Regions from separate parts of the Bombyx mori genome. Here region 1 is linked to region 2. Evidence: chromatin contacts called from public Hi-C data. All regions are on one chromosome and are shown on one strand. Each heading gives the region's core, a stretch centred on a gene start, on an enhancer-like site or on the middle of the called end of the contact. The rest is flanking DNA. Distances are from core to core; before and after follow the strand shown. Region 1 overlaps LOC101743647 (kinesin-like protein KIF13B). Region 2 overlaps LOC101743647 (kinesin-like protein KIF13B).

What was found. A called contact is a pair of places that touch in the nucleus more often than the background predicts.
Region 1: a Hi-C map of midgut shows a contact between it and region 2, with 2.0 times the contacts expected there. The contact joins two enhancer-like sites. A contact is called at or near these places in 2 of 7 Hi-C or Micro-C datasets (midgut and whole pupa).

Annotation. Positions count from the first base shown.
Region 1 is chr5:15,228,835-15,231,712 of ASM3026992v2, forward strand. The region is part of intron 2 of LOC101743647 (kinesin-like protein KIF13B); the gene reads right to left. Among protein-coding and RNA genes, the nearest start is that of LOC101743647, 9.9 kb to the right of the region's middle. Within about 2 kb of position 1,282, at least 2 of the 8 cell types and tissues checked have open chromatin away from gene starts, as enhancers often do.
Region 2 is chr5:15,181,460-15,184,169 of ASM3026992v2, forward strand. The region is part of intron 2 of LOC101743647 (kinesin-like protein KIF13B); the gene reads right to left. Among protein-coding and RNA genes, the nearest start is that of LOC101743647, 57 kb to the right of the region's middle. Within about 2 kb of position 1,357, at least 7 of the 8 cell types and tissues checked have open chromatin away from gene starts, as enhancers often do.

The DNA of each region.
Region 1 (2,878 bases), core at 32-2,531, 47 kb after region 2:
GAGCCCTAATTTTTAACAGACCATTAGAAATGTATGAGATACATAGCTATGCTAGTATATGAGATTTATTATAAAAGCAGTTTTTTCATCTGTAATCGAAATCGTAATTATTCCACGCCGCAATAATTAAAGTAATCAGATCGATTAAAATGAACAAAACAATACATAAGCAATGAGTAATAAATAATTGTTCCATAAGTCTTGAGGTAAAAACAATCTCGCCCTTACACAAGAAATCATAGTATTATCGACATTACTTCTTAATAACCGACGCGATTGAGGAAGCTGTCGTTTTAAATGATGAATCAAGAAACATACTAGTTTTAAAATAATTATACTTGTTCAAAATATGACGATATATATATTTGGAACCAGTTTATTTATTTTAAAACTACATACTTTATAAAATATTATAATTTATGTGAAAGATAATAGTCGTAACAGAACTGTTACACATGTTACTATGAACATACACAGCTGTTGTGATATTCTTTATTAATTGTTAAGAATCTTATGTACATCGTCATCATATTATGTCGCAAAACGTCCACTGTATATAAGCTTCCGCTATATACTTCCTGTATTTCAAGTGTTCGATTAATAATAAAATAACTTTTATAACGGAATGCAGCAATAAGAATATTATTCGAAAATAATTCGCAAACAAAATTTCATTACGTCATTATTAGAAAAGTTGTTTGGAAAATCGATAACCGCCGTCATGGCTTATGAACCTCAGGGAGTGGCGATTTGACCTACCTACCAGATACGTGTTAAAAGCCGCAAGGGTTAGAGCTCAAATAGAAACGACAACGTCCGTTAACAGAAACTAACCGAAATTAAAGGGCATTATTTTTTGAATTTTTTACTTTTTTATCCTTGTAAGCCGACGAGGATACGGCCTAATGGTTACCCTAGCTCGTGGTCGCTACCTTTAAGTACTCTCCACAAGCCTCGTTTGAAGAAGGACATGTCATAGCGCTCGGGAAACACGGTAGAGAGGAGCTCAATTCGAAAGTCGAATGGTACGTGGCAAAAAAGATCTTTGGAAACACACTGTGGATGAACGCAGTGGTTTTAGGTATAATGGATAAACTTTACTCTCGTGGCGGGGGGTGCGATGGTAAAAACGAGATGACAGGATCACCGCAAAGCAATCCCCATGGAACATACGGTACAAAGGAATTTTGTAAAGCGAGAGCCGAAGTTCCTCTACAGACCCAGAGGTTCCAAACGATCGCAAGAATGGGATTATCGGCCATCCGAACGGCCCTCTTCTGTATGGAGTCAAATAGAAGTACCTAGCTGGTATTTGGAGGTCCCGGCCCAGAGCAGTACTCCACCCGTGGTCAGACATGCACTTTATAAAGCAAAAGTTTTTGTCCAGGCGTGAAGTACCGCTTCGCTCTGTTGAGGACTCCCATCACTTTGGACGCCAAGTTGGCCTTGTCCCTCTATGACTCCTTTAATGGACATCGCTAGAAATATCGACCTCAAGTATCCCAATAGTCGTGGAAGGATATAGATATATATCCCCGGACAAGTCCCATCGTCCTTTTATCATTATAGTAATCGCGCCCTGGAGATTACATTAGCACACCACGGTTATCGACTCCAGGTGGTCAATCCATGAAAAGAAAAACCGCTACTTGTGCACAAAAGTCGTCGTGGTTTAAAGGATAAGACGTTCCGTGCATTCGTATTGAGCGACGCACCGGGGTTCGTATCCCAGGCGGATACCAATTTTTCTAATGAAATATGTACTCAACAAATGTTCACGAGATTGACTTCCACGGTAATGGAATAACATCGTCTAATAAAAATCAAACCGGCAAAATTATAATTTGCGTAATGACTGGTGGTAAGATCTCTTGTGAGTCCACACGGGTAGTTAACACCACCCTGCCTATTTCTGGCGTGAAGCAGCAATGCGTTTCGGTATGAAGGGTGGGGCAGCCGTTGTAACTATACTTGAAACCTTAGAACTTATATTTCCAGGTGGGTGGCACATTTACGTTATAGATGTCTATGGGCTCCAGTAATAACTTAGCACCAGGTGAGCTGTGAGCTCGTTAACCCATCTAAGAATAAAAAAAAAAACAATCATAAGGAATGAACAGAATAAGAGGTTCCTTGCAACAAATACTTGGCAGATTACCGAAAAAACAAAGAAACTGTACCTTCGACTAGTATAGCGAGTAAATTAACATTCTCACACATCATCATAAAATTCTAAGCAAGCGAGGAACATCTGCAGATGTTGATCCGTCAGCGACAAGCCATCTCTCTATTAAAGGCGAGCATTCAAAGCGGAATGAGGTCGTACACAAAGAGATTGTCGGGGTCCTCGGGAAATCAGGAACGAGACGACCTACGTAAGATAAAAAAAATATATGTACGAAAACTGGTAGAAATGAGTGCATCACTGAAATATGACACGTGTTAGTTTACATTGACATTTATCTATATCATTTGTCTTTGTCATATTATGCCTATTTTTAGTATTGATTTTAAAATACCTTTGTTTTTTTCTTTTTTTTTTATTGCTCAGGTGGATGGACGAGCTCACAGCCCACCTGGTGCCAAGTGGTTACTGTAGCCCATGGACATCTACAACGCAAATGCGCCACCCACCTTGAGATATAAGTTCTAAGATCTCAGTATAGTTACAACGGCTGCTCCACCCTTCAAACCGAAACGCACCACTGCTTCACGGCAGAAATAGGCAGGGCGGTGGTACCTACCCGCGCGGACTCACAAGAGGTCCTACCACCAGTAAACTTCCCCATCTATTTATAAGTTTTAGTTCATATTATTAGAAAGTTAACGTAAGATCTTTAGGTATATATTGTGTGTCAACGTAAGCCGTCGTTAAAAA
Region 2 (2,710 bases), core at 107-2,606:
TAACTTGTAATTTTATTAATTTAATATTGAAAATAAAAAGGAAGTTATCTCTCGTCCTCTTCTCTTTTTAAAGTAATAACGGGTGATTTTCTGTTTGGTTTGTATGAGTATTGCCATTTCATTATGAAAAGATTTACAAATGAACAACGCTTACAAATCATTGAATTTTCCTGAATCATCTTCATCCCGGAAAATCATCCCATCATCGGGAATCATCCCGAAAAAAGCGCTGTTTAAAGCGGTTTATGATATGAAGGATTCATTGACCCCTACTTCATCAAAGATGATGATGAGAACAACGTTATTGTCGATGGTGATCCCTATCGTTCAATAATTTCCAACGTTTTGGTATCAACAAGACGTCGCCAAATATCATACAGCACAAGAAACGATGGACCTATTGCGCAACGAATTTGGTGAGCAAAACTAGAGATGTAGTTTTGGACCAAAGAATTGTCTGAAATCTGTCCGAAATATCAGCATCGACTCAAGCACAAGAAGAGAACATCACAAGTGTGCGCGCATCACCCTGTGTAAAGATCACAGGAAGCACAGGAAGGGTTTATTATGAAAATAATAAGTTTATTTATTAAAAAAATGTGTAATATTATTTACAACAGCGCTAAAAACTATTTTAGGCATTACCATAGGAGTAAGAAGTTTGAAGGTTTAAGAAGTTTGGATATCGACGATGATAACTCTTTTCTAACTGATATTTGTTACAAATGCAGCCTAGGTATTAGAGACATTGGTACGGCCATTTTTGGAATAGACTTCCTTTAACAAATAATCTCTTTTAAGAATAAAGTCTAGGTATCGATAATACATTGAAAAAAAAAACCTGAATTCAATGCGGCTTGTTTATGCCCCTAACATAGGTGATGTACATACGCGACAGTAACCACACGCAATCGGATTCGTCGTATGCTCATCTGCATATAACGGTAAAGAAATAAGGACAGTTACATAATAAAACTACATAATATTAAACCTGTGCACATTGAACATATAAAATTACTTTGCTGCTAGTATTAAACAATGTAGTTTTTTTTCTTTAGAAAAAAACCTAATAATGTTGACGAGCAATCGCAAAACCAAGCACACTCGAAGCTCGGCTTCCTCTCGCTCGTCATCAGAGGTTTGCTGTACGTCATACCCACGGACAAACGGACCAAGTCATCACCTCACCGGTCACAAGCAATATGTTATAAAAAAAGTAATAACAACCCGACGAACTCCAATATCGAACCAACGCAACGGTAGGCGTCGAATATTGAAAGCTTCCGAGCTTGTTCGAGGTGAACACGACACGCGGGTCGGGTTCACCCTTTTATTAGGAACTGTGGTAGACGGGTGAGCGGATGACGTCAAGGTCCGGCGCCGCAGCGACTCGGAGCGCTACAATAATACTCAAATGGTAACGCTGCCGATTTGACGATTGTTTGTGAATAATTTTAATATTTTCATTACCTTCTTTATTATCTATATATGTAAAAATGAATTGCTGTTCGTTAGTCTCGCTAAAACAAGTTTTAAGTTTATTTTATACAAAAGTTTAGTTCTTTTATTTATCGATTGAGGCACTACGAAGTCTACCGTGTCAGCTAGTTGACCATAAAAAACTCAATAAGAACATTTAAAATACAGGTAGTTAAAAACAATGTTATGTACGTCTAAACTGTAACAAAGATAATACATTAAAATAGAATAATACAAATTTTATGAGACACCTACATAAGTCGGCGTTGCTCCGAAAACACGAAAAAGGCAATCGATATCAATACGGTGACTGATAACCATATTCAACAAGATGACATCATTCGATAACTTGTTTTGTAGACGAGGAACAAGTTGCCGTGAGGCGTGTTGGCTAAAATACAAAATATTTCTACCGGCTGATTGGCTTGCTACCTATGCGAAATATAATTCAAATGTTTTTTTTTGTTATACATTGCTAATTTTCTCTTGAAAAATGTCTTCTCTTGAAAAATCGCTGTATACATATTATATAGCGATTGTTATGAATACACCTGAATGAATATAATCAAATTTCGGAGTCATTTGGAAGGCAAATTCAAGTTGGCGTCCAAAATGCTGGGAGTCCTCAACAGAGCGAAACGGTACTTCACGCCTGGACAGACTTTTGCTTTTTAAAGCGCAAGTCCAGCCTCGCGTGGAGTACTGTTCCCATCTCTGGACCGGGGCTCCCCAATACCAGCTTCTTCAATTTGACTCCATACAAAAGAGGGCCGTTCGGATTGTCGATCATCCCATTCTCACGGATCGTTTGGAGCCTCTGGGTCTGCAAAGGAACTTCGGTTCCCTCTGTATTTTGTACCGTATGTTCCATGGGGAGTGCTCTGAGGAATTGCTTGACTACCATGTCGTTTTTACCATCAAACCGCCCGCCCACCGGAGTAGAGTTCATCCATACTACCTGGAGCCACTGCGTTCATCCACAGTGATTTTCCAGTGCGTTTCCAGAGATCTTTTTGCCACGTACCATCCAACTTTGGAATGAGCTCCCCTCCACGGTGTTATACGAGCGCTATGACATATCCTTCTTCAAACGAGGCTTGTAGAGAGTACTTAACGGTAGGCAGCGGCTTGGCTGTGCCCCTGGCATTGCTGAATTCCATGAGCGACAGTAACCACTCACTATCAGGTGGGCCGTATACTTGTCTGCCTACAAGGGCAATAAATAAAAAAC